Regions from separate parts of the Hordeum vulgare genome. Here region 1 is linked to region 2. A link is a contact called in public Hi-C data. All regions are on one chromosome and are shown on one strand. The core of a region is the stretch at or near the end of the contact, and the rest is flanking DNA. Distances in the headings are between cores, read along the strand shown.

Region 1 (7,015 bases), core at 4,094-6,593, 200 kb after region 2:
ATTCAAACTTGGTGTCACCGAGACCATGGGGTTTGACATAGGATGTGTGTGGGGAGAAACTGGTAGGGTCGAATTGAAAATATTGGTGGCACTGAATTTGAGTGTTAGGGTTTAGATAGAGTATTTTTGTGGGAGAATTTCATGAGGGTTTTTGGTGGCTAACTCTAAACATTTGAGCACTCAGATCATCATAGATACCTCATATCCTTTAAATAGTATTGACTTTTCTACGAACTCAAATGTGATTCCTCATAAAATATAAAATATAGAGTCTTGAAGCTTGTTGTCAATAGATGTTCCTCGCATTTAGGGGGTCTCCTCACAAACTTTTGCCAATGCATTGATTGAACTTTTCATGAAATATACTTAGTAGAACCATTAGTCCAATGAAATATATGTTGTTATTAATTATCAAAATCATCTAAGGAGAAGTTGTTTTTTTCAACATGCCGTCACCAATACTGCAAGATTTTAAGGGTGTTTGATTGTGCACAGGAAAACGTAGGATTTTTCCGGAGTGGATGGAAAATTTCATATGAAGTTTACTGCAAATATATCGAAGGAAAAAAAATCCTATGGTTAACAATCTTACGAATCAAATAACCCATGTAGATTTTTTTCTAAGCATTATAATTCATTAAATCAAAGAAACCCTTAGAAATCTTTTGATGACCCTTTGATTCACGGGTTTTAAAACATAAGGATCGAAAAAACGTATGAATATGATAGAATGCATGTGCAAAATAGATAATTATGAAAACAAGTGAATTAGTAGGATTTTGTATGTTTGATTCACAAAAATAAGAAAAACAGATGAATCCTAAAAGGTAGTCAAATTAAGATTAAACATATGCAAAGGCATGATTAAATTAACATTGCGCTCGTTATGGGCTTTGCCTTGATCTTTGTTTATAGGAATTTAAAAGAAGGAATTGGTGCGAATTGTAAATTCCAACAGAAATATGAAGCTTGAACCAAAGAGAAAAATCCTAGATTTTTTCTATGGCCCATTCTTTTGAATCGAATGGGTGAATAGTGTTCGAAAATGTAATAATAAGAGAAGCCCTAGGGACGTGGAGCTTGTACACGGGGCTTAAATGCTCCTGGTGTGAACAATAAAACCGAAACATATTAACACCACCAATTAGCTAAAGCTAGTTAAATGTTAGTCCACTCATCAACGTGCGTCCAAGTGTCGAACACTATAACGTGCATGCATTTTCAGGACCATACACAATTCAGTCGAGATCACGCAGCATGTACATGCATGCATGTGCCGCAACTGGAACAGTGGCCGTGGCCGCCCAACACCGCACACCTAAGACATTGTTGCGCCGGCCAGCGATTTTCAACGTGCACATACATGGATGATTCTCAAGGCAGTAATATATAGGCACGTGATTCTCGTTCGTCCATGTAGACTTTCCTTGGCAAAATTGGCTCTTAGTAGCCCACACCCCACAGTTCGCTCGGCTGGCATGACGGGACACATCAGTTCTTCGTGTCAACCCACGTTTGCCGAGCAAGTGAGGAGGGCTAGCCAAGGCCGAAGAACCGACCGACCGTTGTTCCAAATTCCGGTTCCCCGCTCGTCCTGCTTCGTAGGAGTATATCTCTTAGTATTTGCAAAATCGATGCATACGTTGTAGCAAGGCAAGTAGAATTATTTTTACTACTCCAAGTAGGCAACCAGAGTGTACGACTACTCCTCCAGATCGCGTTAGCTAACCTATGCTGGATCAAGTGGCAGCGTGTGTTGGTGTGCCGTCCAATCCAATCCACTCGTGTTAATCAGACCGGCGTACGCATAACTAGCAGCTTTACTTGTTTCATCATGTGGCAATTTGGGATTGTAATGATAAACCCCCATCACGCACGGATACACGCTTGGGCGTATTGAGCATGAGCAGTCGCCATATTGCTAGCTTTGCTTCGCCCTGTGCACTAGCTGCCAGCTTAAATTAGCCTAATCTTCTATTCCCAACTAAGCAAGGGGGACAGGGTAGATCGAGAACTCGAGATTCGTGTCCGGCTCCACTGATGGAGCAGCCATTTGCAGCCAGATGATGCCCTGCTCGTGGACTAGTTTAATCACAGGACTAGCTAAGCGCACTTCTCCTAATCAGCCGGAGGAATTAGGAGTGGTACGTAGTATCATGCAAAAAGATATGGCAGGTGGATGATTAGTCCATCGCTAGTACAACGACTAGTTGTCCCTGGCCCTGGCCTCTGGGTGCATGCACGAGCACCGTCAGCTTTGGTAGGGAGGCAGGACTGGTAGTAGTAGCAACTAGCAAGCAAGAAAGCATCCGATCGCATTCGTTGAGGACGACATGGCAGGCCAGATCGGGAACTGATGCTGCTGCTGAATAGTGATAGCGCAGCAGCAGCAGCACAAGAAGAAGAGATGGGTACGCACGGTCAAGGAGGTGCATGCACCTTGCAAAACAGGGGACGGGTTCGCCCGTGGTTTTGCTGCGGCAAGCAGGAGCTGGACGGAGCCAGGCCCATCGTCGCGGTGGCACGACCCAGCACCACATGATGAATGGTAGATTGATAGTATCTCGCCCGATGCCCGATCTCTCCTGCCTGCTGGATGCATGCATGATGCATCGCTTGCCTTGCTTGCTGGTGGTGTAGACAAGTACCCCTGCCCTACCTCGTCCTCTTGGGTTAGGTCGGGCCGATCGCGGTCGATCACTCGTTGGTTGTGGCGCCACGCTGACGCGCTCTGCTCGGTCACTCGCTCTGCGTCTCCCTGCCTTGGCGCTGCTGTCCGAAATAATAGTATCCCTTTCTAGCCGTTGGATCCAAGATCCACGCCAGCTGATCTCATTTCACTTAGGAGACTGCAAACCCGTTGGCACTTGCAATCCATTCCATAAGAAAAATAACATGCATTTTTCTTGTACCTGCAGCATTTTTTGAAATAGCCCTAATGAATTTTCTTTATCATGCATTCATTTGACCATGTTGTAAGCTAGTCCCTCCGTTTCAAAATAAGTGCCTCAAACTTAGTATAACTTTATATTAAAGTTATTACAAAGTTAAGACACTTATTTTCAGACGAAGGGAGTATATCGATACGATAACAATTCTTCTCGAGTCTCGATCAACAATTTTACTTTTTCTCTTGTCGAAGACATGCGTCGATTAGGGTCTGAGAATATGTTGCGATCTCGTGTGTTCCCTTGTCTCCGGTCACGTGCAACGAGGGAAGGGGGTCTTGAGTCCTTCTAAGCATGCTCAAAAGTCTATATCGGTATTATTGAGCTTAATATGCTAGCTATTTCAAAACCAACAGTCGACAAAAAGGAATATATGTATGACATTTAGGGTATTCGTCGGCGACTCTTAGGCGAAGAGTGCAAACCCGTTGAAAATAAAGTTCCTCACATCCTTCTCTTGCTGGAAGGGTATCTTAGCAAGTAGAGCAACTAAGCCAGATATGTCTTGTCATCATAGGTTTGATCTTATGAAATTTGAATTTATTTCCTCGCAGATGTGTTAATGTGGATAAGATAAGCTTGTGCTACCATCTGATGCTTCTTTTTGTTGGTATGATCGTTTGGAGCCTTCGATTGCTTCTCTGGTATTTTAGTGAAGTTTTTGTTGTTCTACTTTTATGAGATCATCCATCCCGATTACATTCAATGCTCACCATGTTCCATATTCTCAGATGAGCGACCCGATTGCAGTGCGAGATTTTTGTTGTAGTTTTTTCCTTTTTAAATATATTTTTTATAGAAATTTTAATACGAACTACGTACGGAATAAAATGAATGAATTTACTCCCTTCGTCTCAAAATAAGTGTCTCAACTTTATACTGACTCTAGTACAAAGATGTATTAAGTTAAGACACTTATTTAAGAACGGAGGGAGTATATTTCAAAATATATCTATATACAATCTTATACAGTTCACATTGAAATTAGCTTAAATTTAGGAATTAGAGGGAGCAGTTCTTAATCAACTGAGGTAATCTGTAATTTTTTGGATTTATGATCCAGATCAATTGTACTCCCTCCGTCACAGACTATAAGACATGCACGTGTACCTAGGTTGTCAATTTGACTTATATAAAATATATTATTTAACATAAAAATTATATTATTAGAAAATAGAACATCTAAAATTTCTAATGATATATTTTTTTGTAATATATGTCTCTTTTTAAGTTGGTCAAATTAATGAACTAGAGACTTATAAACTGAAACGGAAGGAGTATCTACAACGGTTGTCGAGTTTGGATAAGGCTACCCATGATTGCTAAGATTTCCTTTTTTCCTTTCAAATAATAGTTTTCCTTTTTACCGACGTGGATTGTACCGCTGGCCAAGTGGACACATGGCCATCCTTCCGTACCGCTGGTTCTTCCCCCTTCTCCTGTATCCATCCAAGGAGAGCGACGGAGTATATATTGACCTCACCGGCTCGCCGCAAAGCTAACAACCACTCCAACCTCCAAGTCCTGCCCACCAAAGCAAACGCCTCGCCATCTTCCGTTCCAATCCACGCATCCAAGTCGTACGCCGGCGCGCCCAGCCGGGTGGATCTCCGAGCTAGCGGCATTGCTGGGACTTAGATGCGAGACGCCGTCCTGCTCCGGTGCGACGCTACCATTACCATGGTCGGCCACGCCGCCGGTTCCACCTCTTACGGCAGCAGCAGCGTCAGGAACGTTGCCGGAGGGTACTTTCCGGCTCCGACAGCGACCGCCAAGCAACGACGCGCGCCGGTGCCGTCGGGGAACGGCGGGAAGAGCGACGGGGGAGGGTACTTCGGGGCCGAGGCGGCGGTTGTGCTGGCGCTGATGACGGCGGCGCTGCTGGTGCTGCCGCTGCTGCTGCCCCCGCTGCCGCCGCCGCCGCCGCTGTTCCTGCTCGTGCCCGTCGCCATCCTGGCCGTGCTCCTCCTCCTCGTGCTCCTGCCCTCCGACGCCAGGGCCCTCCGCGTCGCGCCATCCTACTTGTAGCCAGCCAGTGCAGCAGTTATATCAAATCGTGCGCTCGCCATCGTCGTCCCCGGCGCCGTGCACATGTAATTACCTAAGCTGGCGCGGATGCGGAGTTGTTTCTGTCTTCGTTTCTTTTCTTTTTCGAGACTAATTGATGGAGAGGATTTTGCTCGGACTAATTAACTGCTTGCTGGAAAAAAGTGTCTCCGGAAGAGTAGAGTTGTAGCACTATGTTGTACTAGTCGTAGTAACCTCTGAATTTTAACCAAAAGATAGTCATGACCGTCTCTGAATTCTGATGTGGTCTTCGTCGAGGGAAGAAGGAAAAACAAAGACATCTGACTGATGCTGAAATTCTTGTGAAACGTCAGGCTTTATCCAAAGCGATGCTTCATTGCGTTCCACTTGTGGGGAGGGGACGCCATTAGAGGTCACCAGGCAGGAAAGATGTGGATTAACGCTTGAGTCCATGGACAAGTAGCCAAACAATGTTACTCTTCCGAAAATTCAAAGATGCGACGTCGAGCGGACAAATTTCTCTGTCCCCGCTTGCCTCACCGCGGCCGCCAACGACCACATTTTGCAGCACTATCTCACTATCGAGTTCCATATGTCCAACTCCAGTATGACCAGCACGCCCACCATTGCCAGGTCGCCGCCGGAGCTCATCGCGCCGGCGGTGCCCACCCCCGGTGGCACCCTCCCTCTCTCCTCCATTGACAGGACCGCCGGCGGCGCCGGCTTGGTTAATCTCATCCAGGTCTTCCCCCCTCCCTCGTTCACCACCGCCCGCAAGAGCCAGGACGCCGCGGCGGCCCTGGTCGCTATGCGCGACGGGCTCGCGAGGACTCTTGTACCGTACTACCCGGTGGCCGGCCGCGTCGCCCCGAGTGGCCTTGCAGTGAACTGCACCGGCGAGGGCGTCTGGTTCGTGGATGCCGCCGCGAGCTGCACGCTTGCCGACGTGGACGGCCTCGACTCCAGCCCGCTGCTCATCCCCGGGGAGCTCCTCCTCCCGCGCCCTGCCCCCGGTCAGAAGCTCGACGGCCTCATCCTCATGGTCCAGGCGACGAGGTTCACCTGCGGTGGTTTCGCCGTCGGGATCAGCTTCAGCCACGCGGTGTTCGACGGCCAGGGCGCTGCGCAGTTCCTCACGGCGGTGGGGGAGCTAGCGCGGGGGCTCCAGGTGCCGTCAGTGACTCCGGTGTGGCACCGCGACGCGGTCCCGGACCCTCCCAGCCCGCCGCCGCCTCAGCTCACGGAGTTCAGGTTGGTGGCCCAGGTGGCCGACATATCGGCGGAGAGCATCGCGCGCGTCAAGGACGAGTTCAACCAGGCTGCTGCGACATCGACGGGGGAGGTTTGCTCCACCTTTGACGCGGTGACGGCCGTGGTGTTCAAGTGCCGAGCGCTGGCACTGGCGTCCGCGCCCCCTGACGACTCTGATGTTCGGATCGCCTTCGCCGCCGGCACGCGGCACCTGCTTCGCGGCGTGCTGCCGGCGGTGGAGGGCTACTACGGCAACTGCGTTTACCTGGCGTGCGTCACTAGGGCGGGCAAGGCCGTCCGGGAGGCGTCACTGGCGGAGCTCGTCGGCGCGGTACGGGAGGCGAAGGAGGCGGTCCCCGCGCGGTTCGCTGGCTGGATGCGCGGCGTCGATCACTACGACGTGCCCCTGGACTACAGCACGGTGACGGTGTCAGACTGGAGCCGCGTCGGCTTCCACGAGGTGGACTACGGCTTCGGCGCGCCAGGGTACGTGTTCCCGCTCAACGACCACGTCAACTTCGTCGCGTCGCTCAACTATATCAGGCCGCCGGCGGCCAGGCGTGGGGGCATCCGGGTAGTGCTCCGCTGCGTCGAGGAGCTTCATGCCGCCGCGTTCGCCGTCGAGCTCGCCAAGTTGGCCTAGATGCGACGCATTGATGGTTCCCATTTCCACGACGCACGCATGCTTCCTATTTCTTGGCCATGTCCACGTTTTACGCGTCCTTTGGGAGCGCAAAATGACGATTTTCCCCCTCCGATTTATATTATAAAACAACAACCAACCATAC
Region 2 (6,540 bases), core at 3,880-6,379:
GCTTATTGTCTCATCTATCTTCTTGCACTCGTTGTGTGTTTTTATTAATTTTGGGGAGCAACGATCCTATTTTGTGCACTTGTATCAAATACAAAAAAAACTTATTAGTGCACAAATCATGGGGAGCTTCTCTAGTTTTGATAAAACACACTATTGTTCTTATCATAATATCTTTTATTCATGTGGTTCGAAGGACCATATGATTGCTTGTTGCATCTGGTATCTTTTGATTGCTTGCTTCTATTTTGTATGCCTTTGTGGCATACGATCCTTCTTTTTGCAATCTTTGGGTCCTCGATATAGTTTGTTTTCCTCCAGCTTCTTATCATTGTTTATGTGTATTTATTTACACCCTTTTGCTTAGAAGTACACACTTTTTGGAGGACCACCTACTATATGGGCTTTCTAAACTTTTTGTCCATTTTGGCAATCGATGCCAATGGGGGATAAGTTTAGAGAGTTTACTTTGGATATGTTTAGAGGGTTTTGCTTTTATTGCGTAAGCATTTACATCTTGCATTATTGCTTTGTATGTGTGCGGCTGGTTATGCTTATTTCCTTATATAAACTCTCTTGAAGTGGTTGTCATCAATTACCAAAATGGGGGAGATTGTTAGAGCATATTTGTCCATATGTGGTTTTGGTAATTGATGACAATCCCTATGGACTAATGGTTGCCTTAGTTATATTTATAGGATTTGTCCATAGGCACTTCTTGAAGTCCATCTCTTGGGTTCAAGGAGTTTATATGATGACCAAGGCGGTATTCAAGGTATTATCCAAAGAATGGTCATATAGACACAAGGTTGATCAAGATCGTCAGACAAAGAGTAAATCAAGATGATCAACACACAAAGCGTACAAGATGTACCGAGAGGGATCAAGTGATCTCATGGTATGGTAAGCATTGTCCATTACGTGTTTGTTTACTAACCCATGGTCTTCGTGAGAGTTCTATGTGGGGTTAGGTGTGTTTCCATGGGCTTGCATCAAGAGGAAGATCTCATACAACCCATGGAGGATGACGTCAAGTGGTGATCGTCAGCAAGATTGTGGTGTGCAAGGGATCATCACGAAGATATCATGCTTGAAGCTTGTCGTCCATTGTGGTGGCAATGGACTTGTGAAGATATGCTGAAGAGCGGCTCACCCATAGTGTGTATGAGGGAGCAATCAACTAGCCTTCATCAAGCCAACACAATCAAGAAAGGTGGTCCATCTTGAGGAAGCCAAGATCATCGTCGTCTAGCTCAAGAGGACAAGGTGCAAGGTATAGGTTTGCCCTTGATGGGTTTTCTGTCTTAGGATAGATTGACGTACTGTCAAGGGGGGCTCTTAAGTGAGTAGCTTGATCGCATCATTCGTTAAGAGCTCAAACCATTTGCATCATTGCATCATACTTATTGGTTCTTGTTTGGTGTTTCTCTTTGTTAGTTTTAGAGCTTATGGTCATCTTCATGACAAGCTCGAGTTCAATGAAAACGGAGTCCATATGCATCTTCTATGATGTTTTCGATGTTGGGAGTTTTTACCGGTCTTATTCGAGGAAGGGTTCTCACCATTTTCTTATGGGCCTTTTCTCACTTGCTTCTTATTGATACTTCTATCAATATTGTGTCAGACCATGTCGTTAGCTTTCTAACAAACTTGGTTTCGTTGAATTTGGAGTCCGTATGCGAAAGTTAAGGCAGTTTCTGTGGCGAGCGGTAGTACCGCTTGTGCCGAGCGGTAGTACAGCTCCGTCGGACTTTATTTGCGCATCCTTTTTGCCTTAGCATGGTTGGTTAACCTACCGAGCGGTAGTACCACTCCGTCGGACTTTATTTGCGCATCCTTTTGCCTCAGCATGGCTGGTGAACCTACCGAGTGGTAGTACCGCTCCCATGAGCGGTAGTATCGCTCTGTGCGGGCTGTGAAGCATAACGGTTGGATTTTTCCCCACCTATAAAAGGGGGTCTTCTTCCCCATTGAACCTTATCCGTTAAGCTCGAGTTTTCCCCCCATTGTTGACCTTCTTCGAGCTTGCTAACTCTCAATCCCTCCAATGATTCTTGCTAGTTCTTGAGGGAAAAGAGAGAGGAGATCTGGATCCACATTTCCATCAATCACTTTATCCTCTAAGTGAGGGGAACCCCTTGGTTCTAGATCTTGGAGTTCTTCGTGTTCTTCGTTCTTCCTCTCATTTTCCTCCCTAGCATTAGTTGCTTTGGTGGGATTTGGGAGAGGACTTGGGCACTCTATGTGCCCTTGCCATTGCATTTGGTGCATCAGTTTGAGTTCTCCACGGTGATACGTGGAAGTGAGAAGTTGGGAAGCTTATTACCCTTGGGTACTTGGTACCCCTAGAAGCTTGGTGGTGCCTCGGAGCTCAATCATTGTGGTGTAAAGCTCCAGGTGAGCGTCGGGGGTCTCCAATTAAGTTGTGGAGATTGCCCCGAGCATTTGTGGTCACCTCGAAGCCATATGCCATTGTGGTAAAGCTTCGTGGTGTTGTTGGGAGCCTCCAATTAAGTTGCGGAGATTGCCCCAACCTTGTTTGTATGGGTTCGGTGACCGCCCTCAAGGGTCCCTTAGTGGAATCATGGCATCTTACATTGTGCGAGGGCGTGAGGAGATTACCGTGGCCTTAGTAGAATCTTGGGGAGCATTGTGCCTCCACACCGCTTCAAACGGAGATTAGCATCCGCAAGGGTGTGAACTTCGGGATACATCGTCGTCTCTGCGTGTCTCGGTTATCTCTTACCCGAACCCTTTACTTATGCACTTTACTTTGTGATAGCCATATTGTTTCTTGTCATACATCTTGCTATCACTTAGTTGTTTAATCTTGCTTAGCATAAGTTGTTGGTGTACATAGGTGAGCCTAGTTGTTTTAGGTTTTGTGCTTGACAAATTAACCGTTAGTTTTATTCCGCATTTGTTCAAGCCTAAACCGTAATTATTTTAAAACACCTATTCACCCCCTCTCTAGGCGACATCCACGTCCTTTCAAACGGCGACCGTCCGGATGGATCAGGCGGAGGAAAAAGGAGACGAGGCCAGACATCTCACCAGCGATCTCTCTTTCTTTCTCTTCTTCTGCTCTCGGTCAAGACTAGCGTGCGTGATAACGTGTTTGAGGACAAATGATTCTCTGCATTGATCAATAGATGATGATACAATTTATATCGTCACAATTTCTATCGTCTGGAGAGACGGGACAGTTTGAGAGATGCGACAATCCGAACTGACGTCGGTTACAACAGGCATGAGAGTGAGAGCGGCGTCCATCGCGGGAGAGAACCGTGCGACGGTTTGGGCAAGGGGAGATTCTTCTAATTACATGATTAATTAGTAATTAACTAATCTCAACACGATGCATGGCCAAAAACAAAATTTTGTGTCTAGAAGCCATGTATTGAGTTCCGAATATAGCTTTTGACCCCTCCCAACATCCAAAATTTGTGTTTTGCCTCCCAGAAATTTATGTCGAGCTTCGCCACTACTGGTGTACGATATATTTTTGGCTCTTGAAGCTAAAGGTTGCACTTCATCTTGGGTAAATAAAGTTGGATATATACATCTATTAAAATGTTGAGTTTTCTTGTGTGTTTTTAGCCGCTAGCTACTCATGCTGAATTTTGGTGAACTATATTGACCTTTTCAAGTTGTGTACTTGATAAACAAGGCCGTTTAACAAAATATAAGTTAATTAAAATGCCTTATATTTTTATTGCATTTAAAAGGAATCATTAACAGGCTCCTTTGAAGTGAAATACACAAATCAAGTAGGCTGTAATTTTTTAAACTATGTGTTGACTTCCAAATTTGAGATGTCTTGGCTAGTGGTACCTTGTCAAATCACATTGATGTTCAACCTCGTTCACCAAAACTCAAAATATAACAAATATACTTTATACTTTAACTAGTACCGCCTTCGTTCACTATTATAACATGTGCTAACTTTTTTTCTAAAACTGGATGCATTTTAGTTGTTTGTTCACTCATTTCAATATGTATGTAGCCTGCTTTAAAATATCAAAAACATCTTATATAATAGTAATGGAGGGACTACAGATTAAACTGAATTCTACATAATCCCCCCCCCCCCCCCCCCCCCCCCCCCCTACAAAAAGAAATTGCCAACAATTTATCATGGATTAGTTAGAGAACAATAGTACTCTATGTTGTATTACAAATTAGGGTCCCAGAAAAGGAAAATATTATAACACAAAGAGAAGCGTCCAGAAGAGGAAATACCCAATCGATCTTGGGTCTCATTTGCACCTGATTTGAAAATAATAATTTCGAAATTGCAAAATAAGTTATTTCTGAAACTTTTGAAAACAGGAATAATATAGTGTTATATTCCTGTAAAAAGTTCCTCGAAGGAGTGACTTACGTGGACTCTAGGACAAAAAGACAAAACATGTAAAAAAAGAGTGTGAGAAGAATGTTTAAATATTGTCGATTTCATTTTGTGTTGTCAAGAATATCATGGAATTGTGAACCAACCTGTGGTTGGATGATTAGAGTGACAATGATAATTCCACCCTACCAGGGTTTAAGTCCTAGTGCTCGCATTATTTCTAAAATTATTTCAGGATTTCTGACGATGCGCATTCAGTGGGAGGAGACGTTTTCGTCGATGACATAGCACCTAACCGTGATTTTGTAAATCTCAAGATGATATGCCGAATCAGTCTCTTAAAGGTGTACATAGAAATAAGGTGTGCGTGTGTGTTCATAAGGGTGATTGTATGTACGTATATATGAACACTTACGTCTGTACTGTGTTTGAAAAAAATACCATAAAATTCATTCCTTCACAAAACATTTCACACGAATATAAATCTATACTCCCTCCATTTCAACATAAATGTCTGAACTTTATACTTTATACTAGCTCTAGTAAAAAATTATATTAAGTTTGAGACACTTGTTTTGGGATGGAGGGAATACTATTCTTGTTTCCAGGAATTTTCAAATTTTTTGACTAATTTTGCGAAAATAATAATAATTCGGGTGCATTACCTTTTTTTTAAGGAAAATTCGGGTGCATTGGAAATATCCGCGTCCAAAGCCCAAATATAATTACCGCAAAGAGCCCAGTTGTTATCCAGATCGGCCCATACAGCCGACTCCGCGACCGCCCCATTCCTCTTGCTCGACCCCGTCCGTGTCGCCGGCGCCACCGCTTCCGGATCCCTCCCAGCCGCGGACCGTGCGCGGCCAGGCGGAGCCCTACCGGCTCCCCCGCCGATCGATCCCGCTGATGGGGATGGTGATTGAGACGGAGGAGTGGGAGCTCACCCCCCTCGCTTACCCGCTCCTCTCCGCCGCATCACTCGCCGCCGTCCTCCTCCTCCCCCACTTCTCCCGGCCACACGCCGCCGTAGTCACCCCTTCTTCGCCCTCCCCCTTTGACGTGGGCACCACCCCCTTCCTCCGCTTCCGCCGCGCCTTCCTCCTCCTCTTCTGCCTTGCATCCGGTAAGCACCACCCATGCCCCCCCTGCATTTTGTAGAGTTGACGAGGGGGGTCTCTAATGATGTTTTCTGTTGCTGTGTAGTGGCGGAGGGGATCCAATCGGTGTTCGGGGAGGATGAGTTCGTGCGGTGCGGGTTCGGCAGGGAGCAGATGGCCGTGCGCCTTTCGGCGGCAACGGCGGCCGCGCTCTTTCTTGGCGGTGCGTCTGGCGTTGTCTCTGACAAACTGTGAGCTCTCCATTTGGATCATTGGTTTACATTGAATGGCGAACCATTTTCTGTGAATTGTTCAATGTTCATAGCCTGCATATTTGAGTTATATAGGGTTCCAACTCAGAACAATCTCAACCAGATGCCAATGTTTAAATACTAGAACGTAATCCTGACAACCAGTTTCTATCTTGGTAGGTGCATATTTATAGAACTCTGTTTCATTGTTTGCATGCACCCCCTCTGAAATGTTAGTTACAGTGTGACACTCTAGAAATATTATACTTACTGATTCCATATTTGAGTTATGTTTCTATTGATCGAGGGTCCTCATTAAAGTTATGTCTCTTCATTTACGTTATGTCCCACCTCACAAAAGCCTTTGGAATGAGATATAGAACAACTGTATGAGTAACCTGTTTATAAATACACGAGCTCCTTTAGCACTATGTTTGTTACTCATCCATTTTCCTTTAAGATGTTCTTCCAACAAATATGATCTGTACAATGGTATACAAAGTTCAAAAACTTAAATAAAGTGTCATGTAAGAATTTTGATAATACAGAGAGTAGGTCATAGTCATATTACCAAGGACATTTATAGCGTGGTATAATTAGGTGTTTCTTTAAAGCGGTATAAGTAATTGTTTGTATATTGTGCCTCTGCGTAGGTTTCTGTTCCATCAGCTGGTCTGTGTTACTTTTGTTTCATAATATGTTATGATTTTCTGTTGTGCATCCCATGGATTTCAGGTTCATCAGTTAACTTGATTCTTCTCTCTGCCTATTGATATTGTGTTAAACGAGAATCTGCTTTTACTGTTCTAATCAACATTTTGTTTACTAAAATTCATAGAGGACC

The links. A called contact is a pair of places that touch in the nucleus more often than the background predicts.
Region 1: a contact with region 2 is called in a Hi-C map of leaf, with 3 times the contacts expected there. The contact joins the promoter of LOC123407296 here to the promoter of LOC123410858 in region 2. A contact is called at or near these places in 3 of 6 Hi-C or Micro-C datasets (leaf and seedling) and 1 of 1 datasets of contacts at active chromatin or transcription factors (embryo).

Annotation. Positions count from the first base shown.
Region 1 is chr7H:429,339,172-429,346,186 of MorexV3_pseudomolecules_assembly, forward strand. LOC123407296 (acyl transferase 4-like) reads left to right here and starts at 5,344. Exons shown (of 2, transcript XM_045100401.1): 1 at 5,344-6,713. The coding sequence starts at 5,569.
Region 2 is chr7H:429,141,299-429,147,838 of MorexV3_pseudomolecules_assembly, forward strand. LOC123410858 (molybdate-anion transporter) reads left to right here and starts at 5,130. Exons shown (of 9, transcript XM_045103793.1): 1 at 5,130-5,471; 2 at 5,552-5,696; 3 at 6,535-6,540. The coding sequence starts at 5,255.